Regions from separate parts of the Sus scrofa genome. Here region 1 is linked to region 2. Evidence: chromatin contacts called from public targeted proximity ligation data. All regions are on one chromosome and are shown on one strand. The core of a region is the stretch at or near the end of the contact, and the rest is flanking DNA. Distances in the headings are between cores, read along the strand shown.

Region 1 (7,372 bases), core at 4,423-6,922, 950 kb after region 2:
GTAAGACTAAAATGGTACCTGATATCATGAAGCTTGCATTCAGCTGAGTGAGACAATCAATCAATCAATCAATAACAGAAGGAAGGAAGGAAGGAGGAAGGAAGGAAGGAAGGAAGGAAGGAAGGAAGAAGAAGGGGGGAGAAAGGAAGGGAGGGAGGGAAGAAGGAAGTTATCAAAAAATGATGAATGTCATGCAGGGAACTGGGATTGAAGGATGTGTTGGAGAGAGGCTGGGGGTACCATGGACTGGACACTCAGGATTCTTAAAGGAGGTAAACTTTAGAAGCTGAGATCTGAATACCATGAGGAAGAGGTCAAAGGTGATCAAGGGGTAGAGACTGCATCCAGAAAGACTGCAAAAGCCCTCCTGTAGGAGGAGATTTAAGGTACAAAAACTGACCAAGAAGAAAGCCTGTATGGCTAGAGCCACACTTGAGAGTTACACAAGATAATGTCAAAGAGATGGGTAGGAGCCAGATGACACAGGGATTTGTAAATCAGGGTAAGGCTCATTCATCAAATATTTGTTGAATGAATAAATGCACAGGGCTTGGAGCACCATGGGAATGTAAATACCGACTCCCTTTCAAGTGTTTTCCGTTTGTCGGAAAGAAGAAAGAATCTACATCTATTCATCCAAGAAGTATTTACTGAGACCCTAGAGTGTACTGAGCGCTGGTGGATAGAGAGGTGCCAGGATGGATAAGCCATGTTCCCTACCTTCATCCAGCACATGGCTTTAAGGAGAGGTACAAGAGCACAGAGCAACAAGTTCTTTCATTTGAGGAAACACTATGGGAGCACATGGAAGTCATCGGTCTTAGCCTGGAAAAATCAAGGGAAAAGCTAAGACAGCATACGAGTTACAGCCAAGGTGAAGAGTTCAAAGATGAATTGGTCCCTGTAGGCTGGAAAAGTCGGGGAAGCTTTCCACAGAGAAAGCTGGACTTGAGCTAGAGCTTCAGGAATAGAGTAGACTTGGATGTAAGCAAGAGGGATTCCAGGCTGAATAACAAATGCCCCAAGGTTTGAATCCAAGGTCAACGCCTCGGTGGGCCATTCAAAGCTCACCACCGCGTCTGTGGCTCCTAACCTGCACCTTCTTCTCTACACACACACCCTCACCCCTTCCTGCTGAAACACAGATGACACGATGTGCTAATCATTCCCCAAATTGCTTAGTGTCTCAGTCACTCTGAAATGAAAGTCTGATCCCCATTCCAACTAAAAAGGCCATGTATAGCATCCTGATATATGAATATCCCGTGGAGAGAAGACTCCTAATTTAACCATGTATTTCATTTGGGGACAGGGGGGAAAGTCCTTCCCTAAATGCAATGGAAGTCTCCTTCTTTGATCTTGATGCAGCCATTCCGTGATTCTAATTTTAATCTCAGAAGTATTTTTGATCATCTCTTACTGGGTAGAAAGCAATGTCGAAATCACAGAAGCATGTAACAGTAAGCATTAATTTCTCACTTATGAATCTCTAGGGTGGCCAGAAAGGCTGTTTTGCATGCTACGGGGGAGGGGGGGTGGAGGGCTCTGCTCCACATGTTTCTCATCCTTGTCTGGGACCAGTGGGCCAACTGAGGGGTTCTGTTATCATGGTGATAGCAGAAGTACAGAAAAGGAAGTCCTCTGGAGGCACGCTCTAACTTCTGCCTACAATTCATTGGCCAAAACAAGTTATACATCCAAACCCAAGTTCAAAGGTAGTACTCAAGAAAACATACACTCTGTCCACCAGAAGGTGATGGGACGAATAGCTACAATGGGATAAAAATTGCAAGCATAGAAGTTACAAAGAATTTGTCCCACTTCTCCCCCCTAACTTCAAACCTCAGGGGGTAGAGCATATGTTCTTAGAAGTGACCTTACTTTCTAGAGTAAGCTTCCTAAGTCCTTATTTTGGAGGTCCTCAGAAACGTTCTCCTCATGATCTAGTGTGTTAACATCTCTAAGAGTTCTCTTTGAGGCTCAGGGGTTTAAGGACCCAACGTTGTCTCTGTTAGGATGCAGGTTTGATCCCTGGCCTCACTCAGTGGGTTAAGGATCCGGCATTGCTGCACGCTGCTGCGTAGATCACAGAGGCGGCTCGGATCGGGTGTTGCCATGGCTGTGGCATAGGCCACAGTTGCAGCTCCAATTTGACCCCTGGCCCAGGAATTTCCATATGCCATGGGTGCCATAAAAAGAAAAAAATTCTCTAGCTAGTGTTGATGGTCATCGGATGTGGTCATGGTACTACCTTCCAGTGTGGATTTGCTATACAGGACAGTAGATGCATCTGTAAGGATCTGTAACAAAACACTCAAACTTAGCTTTCTTGTGGAGGTCAGCAAGGCCATTCTTCTTGTCTGAGCTGGGTGGGGTTGACCTCATCTGGGCTCACTCATGTGTCTCCAATCAGCCGGCAGATCGGCCTAGATGTTGGTTGGTTGGTCCACGATACCCTCGGCTAGGATGCCTGGGGTCTCTCATTGTCCACCTTCCTCCAGAATACAGTGAGCATTCAGAGTTCCCTTGTATTAATAAGAGATTTGACGGCTTTTTTCCCCCAAAAGATTGGGCTCCATGACCAAGGCTAAAGATGGGATTGATCTCTCTCCCTCCCTACCTCACCTCCATTGAATAGTCAGAGGGAGCTGAGCTTAAATTTTTGCCCTGCCATTTATGAGTTGTGGTCTTAACAGTGGTCTTGGGTGACTCCCACTTTCTGAACCTCAAGATCTTCAGCTGTGAGATGGGAATAACAAAGCCTATCTGACACAGTTGCTATGAGGATGTAGTTGAAATAATAAATGTAAAACAACTGGCCCCGTACCTGCTACATAGTAAGTGCTTAATAAAAAGGAAAGAGACAGAGAAAGACAGAGGGAGAAACACTCTGACAATATATGGCCCCCCCAAAATGTTCAAAACAGTGTCAAAAGCAAATGTTCATGTTTTGAACATGATTGAAGAACCTTCAAATGTAAAAACAGCCAGCCACAGCCAGATCATATTGGTTCTCTCTGCTGTGATTTAATGCTCTAAAATGCAGGGCCCTACCAAGTTCCAGGAGCATGAAATCATAAAATTCATCACTCTTTGGGGGGAGGGGTGTCACATCTCCTTGGTTCGACAAACACTCACACTTGTCTCCTGTGTGTCATGATATTTTGTGGGGGTTACCTGATAATTAGGGCAAGTCCCCCCATCAAGGATCCTATAATCAATCAATGTTTCAACCTCAATCCCCCTTTTTACTGAGCACTTTCTATGGAGCAGGCACGTGCCAGGTGTTTTATAGACATCATTTCCCTAATCCTAGGAGCAACTAGATCACACACAAGACTTTTTTTGTTGTTGTTGTTGTTGGTGGTGGTTTTTTTTTGTCTTTTGTCTTTTGTCTTTTGTCTTTTTAGGGCCTCACCCATGGCATATAGAGGTTCTCAGGCTAGGGGTCTAATCAGAGCTATTGCCACCGGCCTACGCCACAGCCACAGCAGCACAGGATCTGATCCATGTCTGCCACCTACACCACAGCTCACGGCAATGCCAGATCCTTAACCCACTGATTGAGGCCAAGGGTCAAACCCGCAACCTCATGGTTCCTAGTTGGATTCATTAACCATTGAGCCACGACGGGAACTCCAACACATAGGATTTGTTATTCCCATGTCATAGTTGAGCATCCCAAGGCCATATGAATATTAAGAGGCAGACCAAGAATATGAACCCAGATCCCTCTGACTTAAAGCCTAAATCCTCTGCAACATCCCAGGTCTACTCAACTCCCATGGACTCATAGATATCGATAAAAAAAAATCCCCAGATACAACATAAGATACCCATGCTGTGGCTCCTCTGTGGGCACAGCCCGAGGAGAGCACAGTGGTTATGGATACAGGCTTCCGACTTTGCCAGATCTGGCCTCACGGCCTTGCTCTACCACTCAGTAATTCTCACATGTTAGAATAGAAAGTTGATATAAATGCACACACTCACACACACAGAGACACTCATCGCCGATTCAGTGCTGAAAGGCATCCAATGCAGCATCCTTACTTTGCAGTTGAGAACGCCAGTGCTGGGTGGAGGGGAGAGCACAGGGGTTTCCTGCCTGGGGTCCCACAGGGAGAGAGCACCGGGGACATCAGACATCCCCCCCCATCCCAAGTCTGATGCTCTCTCCAGAGTCCCATCCCAGCCTGCCTCCCTCTAGAAACACATTCAAGTTTTCAAATGGTGACTCCCCAGATCAAAGGAAATGGCCCCCTCAGATAAAGCAGATTCTCACAGAGGAAAAATGTCCATTCCATGCTGAGATTTTTCCTCTATCTGCTCATTTGCGGGGGTCATGAGAAGGTCAGGGGAAAGCTCTTATGACGTGGCTCCTGGGTCTCCACACCCAAGAATGCAGGAAGATTTCAATAAATCAGACGGCGGGCAGGAATTCAGACAGGCTCCCCCACATGTTCTGTGCCTTTATTCCCCCCGGGTGGATACCATCAGCTGTCTTGTTGCTAAGAGACCCGAGTGGGTGGGAAAGGCCAATTGTCTTATTTTTCAAACTTATCTACAAAACCGGTTTGTGCCTCTGCTCCGTCCAGGGGTTCGGCTTTCTTAAGAACAGGATATTACCACCAGGCAGATGGAGTGAGTGAGAGTACATTTTGTCGAGAAACGGACTGAGCTTTTCCTGGACATTCAATGTCACCCAGCAGAGTCCTGGGAGCTGCCAATTACGGGTCTGATGCAATGTTTGGGAAAGAGCCGCAGAGTACACATGACTCAACAAAATATTCTGATTTACATTCCTATCTCCCAGGCAGTTGCACTTTTATCAGCACCAACAAGGGCTATGGGGTCAGTAGGCGTGCTGGGCTGAGTTCGTCATCAGAGAATTAAAAGGAATTAAAAAAAAACAAGAAGAGGTTGTGGGGAGGTGAGAATCTGAATCACTCCGGGACTTTCCTTTTCGGTTGCATTCCAATCGGACAGACCCAAACCTGGCAGAGCCCTTCTATTGCTCAATGTCAAAAACATTCCCCTGGAATGTGGGCCATGTGAACTTGGACACCCCCTGCAGTTTCCCTCTGTGGCCCAGCAGGCTGCATCCACCATAAGCGGGGCCCTCAGGAGAGTCCGGGGCATGTTTCATATAAAAAAGGCAGGGGCTCCAAAGGTGAGCTTTCACCAGCCCTCTCCCACCAAGGCCTCTGTGCAGACTCGCGCTGCACTCTGATGAGCCCAGCAGAGATGGAAAATGAGCTCTTGGGAACAGGTCGGTGGGTTTTGTTTTGTTTTGTTTTTCTTGCCTTAGTAGAAAGCAAGAATGTGAATTCACTTCCTCCTTGTCTGGGTTTGTACTTGGCTTATGAGCTCATTCCGCCCACCTTGACCCCCCAGCAAAACCCGGCTATAACCTCTTATTTCTGAAGAACTCTAAGAGCCACGTCTAAGGACATCTAATTCCCCGTTCTGCCCCCTGCCCACATAGACCCCTCCCTCCTTGGCTTGAAGAGTCAAGATAGCAATCTTTGTCACACGAGTGTAACTGAGAGCATAACTCAGCCCCAAAAGCCCATTTCGATCTTGCAGCATGTTTCAGAGCCGAGTGCTCCAGCCAGCAAAGAACTCATAGTTGGCAGAGCCTTCTGAGTAACTGTGTACAGACCACATCCTCCTCCTGTCCACTTCTAAAACCCATCCAGAAAAAAGGAAGGCCTCTGGAGTTCCCTTCGTGGCACAGTGGTTAACAAATCTGACTAGAAACCATGAGGTTGCAGGTTCGATCCCCGGCCTTGCTCAATAGGTTACGGGTCTGGCGTTGCCGTGAGCTGTGGTGTAGGTCACAGACGCGGCTCGGATCCCTCATTGTTGTGGCTCTGGGTAGGCCGGCAGCTGTAGCTCCGATTAGACCCCTAGCCTGGGAACCTCCACATGCCACGGGAGCAGCCCTAGAAAAGGCAAAAAGACAAAAAAAAAAAAAAAAAAAAAAGGAAGGCCTCACAAGCCATGTGCCATCAGCTACAGAGAAGAATGGCGTTGCGTGCATCCTGCTGTGTGTAAGAGTCAGGGATACGCAGGTTCTAGAAAATAAAATTACCTAACTTAAATTGAATGCTGACTGTGAAGAGGCAGACGGCAAGACCGCAGGGGCTTTATCCTGTTTATTGTTCCCAACAACCAATGGGGCGTCTACAATACCTTTTCAGATTTACAACTCAGTAGGATACACCAGTCAAAACAGCCTTGGACATCCCCACTACACAGAAGGTGAAGACTTACTACTGCTAAAGAGGGAGGATTATTCAGGCCAGTTGTCACAGATCTTTCACAAAGGAGGCCAATTAGCTGAAATAAACCCCAAACCATGGTGTCCTTAATCCCTAATTGCCCATCTGGGTTTGGGGTTTTGTCAACCAAAAAGACATTCAGAGTACCAAGTGAGAAGGCTGTTCCAAAGGCGATTCTAGAATGCCGCGAAGTGTCTCTTTTTGGAAGACTGATAGGTGGTAAGACATCAGGCAGGCAAGCTGAGCAAGACCAAAAGCAGGATGTCTGAAATTGAAATTTTGCCCTTTAACTTCTGGAGCTGGGGAGGAGGAGGTGGGGTGGGAGGGGTGAGGGGGTGGAGGGGTGAGGGGGCAGGAGATGGGACTGTCACAACACTGACTTCAGGGCCTACCCCACTGTCGTTTTGGTTATGGACTGACTGTGACATGGATATTTTATTTACGGAGGCATTGGTCTGGGTGCCAGCCACCATGTTTCTCCCTCACGTTCTATAAAACTCGTGGTGTAACCAAGTCATTTCTCTCTTGTAGAAAAAAAAGAGCTGATCATTATAGCCTTCATGAGTTATCTATCACAAGATGGAGTTTGATCCTATTGACATATTGTTAATAGATAAAACAGTGAGTCACACTGATATCTAGATGTGTACTTTGAGAAGGCAATGCAAGAGCGGGTCAGATGCTCCCTTGCATTATCTAGAACATAAGAACTAGTGCCATCCTCACAACAGATGTCCCTTAAAAAAAAAAAATGTTTTGTCATGGGTTGAAGAAAATGGTGATCAATGCCAAGTTAAACTTTAATACTGTTTACTGAGCCTTTGGAAAATGGCCAAAGAGAAATTGTGAGTGTTATATTCCTAGCGCGCAGTACAGTGCAAAGCCCATAGTAGTTGTCGAATAAATTTTTGTGGAGTAAGTCCGTGTCTTAGTGGAACTCAGAGCAAAAGGAGAACTTTCTCTAATGAGTATTTATAATTTTGTGCATACTGGACAACTTGAGTCAGTCAGTCCGTCCAGGTCATGACTTTCTTTCAACCCCATGATCTAGTTCCCTCTTCCTGTATTTCCTATGTTGTTTATTG
Region 2 (6,447 bases), core at 732-3,231:
GGGTAATTTGATAGGGATTGCATTGAATGTGTAGATTGCTTTGGGTATCAAAAATTAACCATTTTAAAGTGAGCAATTCAGTGGTGCTTAGTATATTCATATTGCTGTGAAACCGTCATGTCTATCAAGTTGAAAAATATGTTCTTTCAAGCTCTTGGCAACCACCAACCTGGATTCTGTTTCTATGGACTTACCTATTCTGGATATTTCATATATAAATTGAATCACAATGTGACCTTTTGTGTCTGACATCCTCCCTTGTATATATTTAAGGAATCAGTATTAAATTAGATGACTTCATGTCAGGTGAAAAGATAACTTAGTTTCAGGGCTCTGGTTCCCGAAGGCTGCAAATTATCACTTATTTGTTATGGGTACTAAAAATATAAAAAAAAAATCCATTAAAAACCAAGTTTTACCGTCTTTAATAAATAGGACTGTTACCTGCCCAATTTCCAAGCTTAAATATTCGCCTTGATTCCTCCCTCTCCTTCAGCTCCAACATTCAATTAACTATCAATTCTTCTCTCCAAATCCTTAGAGATTCTTTATTGTACTAATGTTTTTTAATACACTGCCATTTAAAAAAATTTCAAGACTCTGTCATTTCCTTTCTGGGCCACCAAAACAACCTTCTAATTGGTTTCTAACTTCAATCTTCACTTCCTCTAACCCACTTTCCAACAGGAGCTTATGGGTACTCTTTAACAGCAACAAAAATAGCAACACCAACACCCACACACCCCCACACACACACTCTCTCTCTCTCATCACCCTATTAAAAACCTTCAAAGTTTTTTCTGCCTTCAAAATAAATCTGACCTGTATGACCTGGCCAGCACATAACTCTGTAATTATCTCTCTCCATTCTCAATCTCTCTCTCTCTCTTTTTTTTACTGTGTTAAAATATAATTATTCCTCTATTCAATATTTTATATTGGCTACACATTTTCCCCTGATTTTTTACAATATTGTTTTTAAGAATCCAAATAATAATGTCCCTCTCCTACCCTGTCTCTTTTTTCTCTCTCATTGGAGAGAGAAGCAATTGACAATGAGTTACGGACTGGATAAAAGCTAATAGTTTTGAAGGTTTCATTTTATTTTTTTATTTTTTATTTTTAAATTAGTGAATTTTATTACATTTATAGTTGTGCAGTGATTGAAGGTTTCATTTTATAATTTGACTCAATATTTTGTCTTCCCTATGTTACATCTATTTTGAATTTCTTTAAGGTCTTGTTTTTTGGAGCTTAGAGCCTTAGTTTTTACTACTTCCTTTCCTGAAATGCCCCTTTCCTTAACCCTTCTTTACCTACATATCCCTTGCATTTAATTTCAGGGCTTAGCTTAGATGCTACTTTTTCTAGGAAGTCTTTCCTACCCTTTCCTCCAGTCCAGCACCTAGAATTTGGCAGCCTCCTCGGCTCACATTAGCACTCTGGAATCAGACCTAGTTTGGTACTTGTCTCTTCCATGTTTTAGACAAGATTTGAAGATAAGAATCATTGTTTCTTTATTATTGATCCCCCAGTGCCTAATGTTAAGACCTGGTATTGTTTATTGATGGATCACGTAAAGCTTAATTGACTCATCCTGAGAGGCCAGAGACCAAAGATTCACTATATAAGGCCATGTAATATTATATTATTCTTGATCAGTTGGAGGAAATAATGCTCATCCAGCATTAAATGTCAGAAATCTCTTGCTCAGCTGGTCTGGAAGAAGCAAAGTCTGAGTAGTAAAGCTTTTGTCACTGTTTCCATTGAGACTATTATCCTTGAACCCAGAAATCTTTCCCTGCACATGCAATTATCTTTCCTCCTTGTGAGAAATTTGTGAGACTCAAGAGTTGACTTAATCACATCCTGGACCAGTTTCCTGACCTCAGTTTGTGAAATGGAAGAAGAGAACTAAATGCAAAAGGAAATTCATCACATGAAGCTAGCTTGAGCCAGAACAGGCTGGCAGTTAAGTAAGTCTGTGTGTCTGTGTGGTCACTGAATCAGCCACTGGTCATTGAGTTGGGGTTTGGAAGACCATCTAACAGGACCGAGGCTGATTGATTTTACTGGCCATCCCCACAGCCTCAAACATTTGTTGGATTTCTCTTCACAGATTTGCCCCCCATGCAGAACTGGTCACTCTCACATTTGTTCTAAAATAGCACACAGTGCCAACAACTGCTATGGCATCGCCCCATGGTCTGTACGTAGGGATATATCAGTCTCTCTTTGAGGATGGGCATTGCTTCTCAAACTCTTTATCTCTTGTATGTAGCACAGAACACTGTACTGATTAGGTACTTAAATCAGTAACTTTAATAGCACTGAATAGTTACTTCTTTTTTTTTTTTTTTTTGGTCTTTTTGCCATTTCTAGGGCCACTCCCGTGGCATATGGAGGTTCTCAGGCTAGGAGTCGAATCGGAGCTGCAGCCGCCAGCCTACGCCAGGGCCACAGCAACGTGGGATCCGAGCCGCATCTGCAACCTACACCACAGCTCACGGCAACACCAGATCATTAACCCACTGAGCAAGGGCAGGAACCGAACCCACAACCTCATGGTTTCTAGTTGGATTTGCCTACCACTGAGCCACGACGGGAACTCCTAAATAGTTATTTCTTAAGAATAAAATTGTGTCTGATTCTTTTCTCTGGCGCTATTATAGTTTTTTGAAACTCAGTTGTTGGTATTATTATATAAACTAATAAATTCACCCTTATTCAGAAGCATAATAGTATTACTGATAACACGCTCTCTTCCAAACTCTTGAGTGTTGAATTGTGCTCCTGTATCAGAGATGGTCTTAGGACCCGTGGGCATGGTTTTACTTGCCCATTGGTATTCTATATTCTGTGTTCTCAAAACTCCACTAGGGAATATATGTTATTATGAACAACTCAACACAAAACATACATTTATTGTGAAATCATATGTGCCTCATCTATCAAATTCTAGTTGTCTGATAAAAATGTTTTGAAGTGAAATTAAAGACTGGCTACCCTAACAATGACTGGAATGCAGTGTGTCTATTCTACTTGACCACAGCCAGACCTGGCATCTGGGGGCCTTCTTTGCAGGGGACCTTGTATGGACTCAGTTGTGCCTTGCAGCAAAGACCACTTCTTTGTGGCAGTGATTCCATTTTCTTGGAAAAGTTAAAGATGCCTCTCAGCTCAGGGTTCCATCGTTGAGAGGCAAGGAGCTTTATTCTCCTTGTGGGAATCTGAGAATGTCAATCAGAGAATGTCCTATCCAGTCAGTTCAGAGGAAGACTAAGATCTTCCCACATTATTTACTCTGACTCGCTTTCCCAGAGGATCTGTCCAGTTATTTTAGTGAGTCATGAAAAATCCCTAGAGGTATCATACTTCTTTGAGTTTTGTGCTTTTTCCCCCTCCTCTGGAGAAAATTAAGGTGGAGGGTGGAGGAAAAGTGATGATGATTTTAAAAGAGCAGAATGTTCTAGGACAAAAGTGGCAAAAGATCTAGTCATACAATCATCAAACTATGTCACTTAGTGGACTCAGGCAAATCATTTAACCTCTAAGAGCCTTAGTTTCTTCAGCAAACTCAGGGAAATTGTGCCTGACTTTTTCTTTCTCTTAAAGGCTCAGAATGAAAACCAGGGATGCTATTTGCTAAACTATGTATAGGCCATGATGAAAGATAATATAAGAAAGGGAGTGTATATATATATATATATATATATATGCATGACTGGGTCACTTTGATGTACAGCAGAAATTGGCACAACATTAAAAATCAACTATAATAAAAAACATTTTTAAAAATTAAAAAATATTTTAATATATTTTTGTGTATATTTTATTTTTTTATTTTTTATTTTTTTTGAATTTCAATGTTTAATTTATTTCAAGAGGCAAGATGCACTTAAAGATAGAGCATTTAGGTTGATCTTAGATTTCATTCTACATCAGTTAATTCAAATTTTCTCTAGATGATGCCATTCAAGTTCTTGCCAGATGATAGGTTTTCATATTTTATTTTTTTAATTTTTTTTGTGTATATTTTAAATGATGAAATGTTGTGAAATAACTCACAAAGAATGGAGTTCATCTTCTTTGCGGTGCACTTAGCTTAGTGAGACCACTGAATCTGCCCAGATGGGGAAAACCTTTTAGGGCTCTTCTTGGTCCTAATTATGAACGGTGGTCCTGCCTAGAAGGGCTTAGGAAGAGCGTGTCTTCCTCACACCCTCTTGTGTGTGAATGCTTGTGTCTCTCCCAAATCCATATACTGAAATCCTAACCCCCAACGGGATGGTGTCAGGAGGCGGGTTAGGACGTGAGGATGAACCCTCTGTTAGTGGATTCGTATCCTTATAAAAGACCTCAGAGAGCTCCCGCCTCACTTCTGCCACATGGGGACATAGCAAAAAGAAGCCTGTCTAGGAACAAGGAAGCAGGGGCCCTCACCCGACACCATACCTGCCAGAATCTGTCAGCACCTTGATCTTGGACTTCCTAGTCTCCAGAACTATGAGAAAATTCTGTTGTGTATAAGCTGCTCGGTCTATGGTCTTTTGTTGTGGCAGCCTGAATAGGCTAACGAGCTAATCCAGCCTTCTACCTCCTTCTTGGTTCCAGATAGGCAACTATAAAACATATCTATGCCATTTAATGGGTTTCACCCTAATTCTTATTTTCAGTTTTACACAAGCCATGGCTTCGCTTGTGTATTAGGGAGAGAACTCTTTAATTTTAGAAGATACTCTGTGTTATCTCTGTGTCTTAGTTTCTTTACCTGTTGGATTGGGTCACCAATTATCAAACTCCTTACCTTAAAGGGAAGTTGTGAGGTCACATGGTAAGATGCTTTGAGAAATGGGAAGCATCCATTCAAGGTGAATCATTTCTCTCTTTTACCTTCTCTTTTGGCACAGCACTGTGCCGGGCAACGATGAGACATACGGTAAAGTGGTTGTTGGATGACCTGAATGGTTCAAATTTCAAATGTTAGATTCAAATGACCATTGTGACTTTCTACAGATGAACAAGGCAGGTTTATTTCTCTGCAAAGATTAAAGAAGGAAAGCTCTATTATATGTATCTATTGTATATGTAATATATAAGTGTATATTTCTTGTCCTTGGATGAGACCAGTACTCTCTCTCTTTTTTTTTATTTTTTTAAAATATTTTAGTGGACTATAGTTGACTTACAATGTGGTATTCATTCCAGGTGTACAGCAACGTGAATCAGTTATACATACACATATATCCATTCCTTTTTCCCACATAGGTTATTACAAACTACTGAGTAGATTTCCCTGTGCTATACAGTAGGTCCTTGTTAATTGTCTATTTTATATACAGTAGTCTGTATATATGTTTTCTTTTAAATCAGTGACAGTCTTCTTCTGGATACACAGGGCAATGGACAGTATTTGAGTTACAGTAGATATATAGCAGATTTCTTGACCTGGCACTACTGGCATTTGGGGTTGCATGTGTCTTTGAAGGGGGCTAGTCGTGTGCCCTCCCAATGTGTAGCCACATCACTGGCTTTCATCCACTATTCCAGTAGCAACTTGGAGAACTAAGTTATGAAAACCAAAAATATCTCCAGACATTGGCACATGTCCCCCTGGGGACAAAACAATTCTCACCAGCTGATCTTTTCTCAAGAGTAATTCTTTAATTGAAAAAATATGTAAATGAATGGATGAATCAATGAATGTAAAGAAAGGAAAAAGAAAACAGACTTGGCAGAGTTGCTGTACTTCATCAAAATAACAAAGTTTCTTATAATCTTTGTTTTTTTCATATTCGAAGTTAACAAGAGAAACAGAAAAAAATACATGCACGTATATGTGTATGCATCCTGCCCCCAGAGACAACATACTTACTGAGCCACAATTTCAGGGGTCTTTTTGTTGTTATTATTTTCTTTTTTGGCTGCACCTGCAGCATATGGAAGTTCGGGCGGACCAGGGATTGAATCTGAGCCTCATCGGTGACCTATGCCACAGCTGTGGCAATGCTGGATCCTTAACCTGCTGCACCACAGCAGGAATTCCAATTTCAGGGATCTTAATATCCCTAATTACAGTCCTGGGAATATAGGTTGAGATGCTAAAATAACAGAGAAATCCACTGTTCACTATTAGTTGGTTGATTGAGTCATTTGTGTAACAACTATTTATGATCACCCACTAGGTCTGGACTAGGCACAGTTTAGTGGATTGAAACACACGAATAGCTATCTATAATATGAGATGATACAACACACACAGCTATAATAGAATTAAGAACAATATTGCTATGTGTACACTGTCTCAGGGTGTGGGTGGTTTTGGAAGGATTCTCTGAGGAACATGAGACGTATCCCATAGTTAATCATTTGTACACGTTCTCCTAGCTGTGTGTATGCCCAAACAATTGCTTGTTTATGTAATTCTATAAACTTTTTAAAGTGCCA

Evidence for each region.
Region 1: a contact with region 2 is called in a targeted proximity ligation map of alveolar macrophages. A contact is called at or near these places in 2 of 2 datasets of targeted methods (alveolar macrophages and skeletal muscle).

What each region holds. Positions count from the first base shown.
Region 1 is chr4:12,095,334-12,102,705 of Sscrofa11.1, forward strand. No RefSeq gene overlaps it. Among named protein-coding and RNA genes, the nearest start is that of MYC, 360 kb to the right of the region's middle.
Region 2 is chr4:11,152,255-11,158,701 of Sscrofa11.1, forward strand. All of the region lies in intron 2 of LOC102158034 (a long non-coding RNA gene), which reads left to right. Among named protein-coding and RNA genes, the nearest start is that of FAM49B, 680 kb to the left of the region's middle.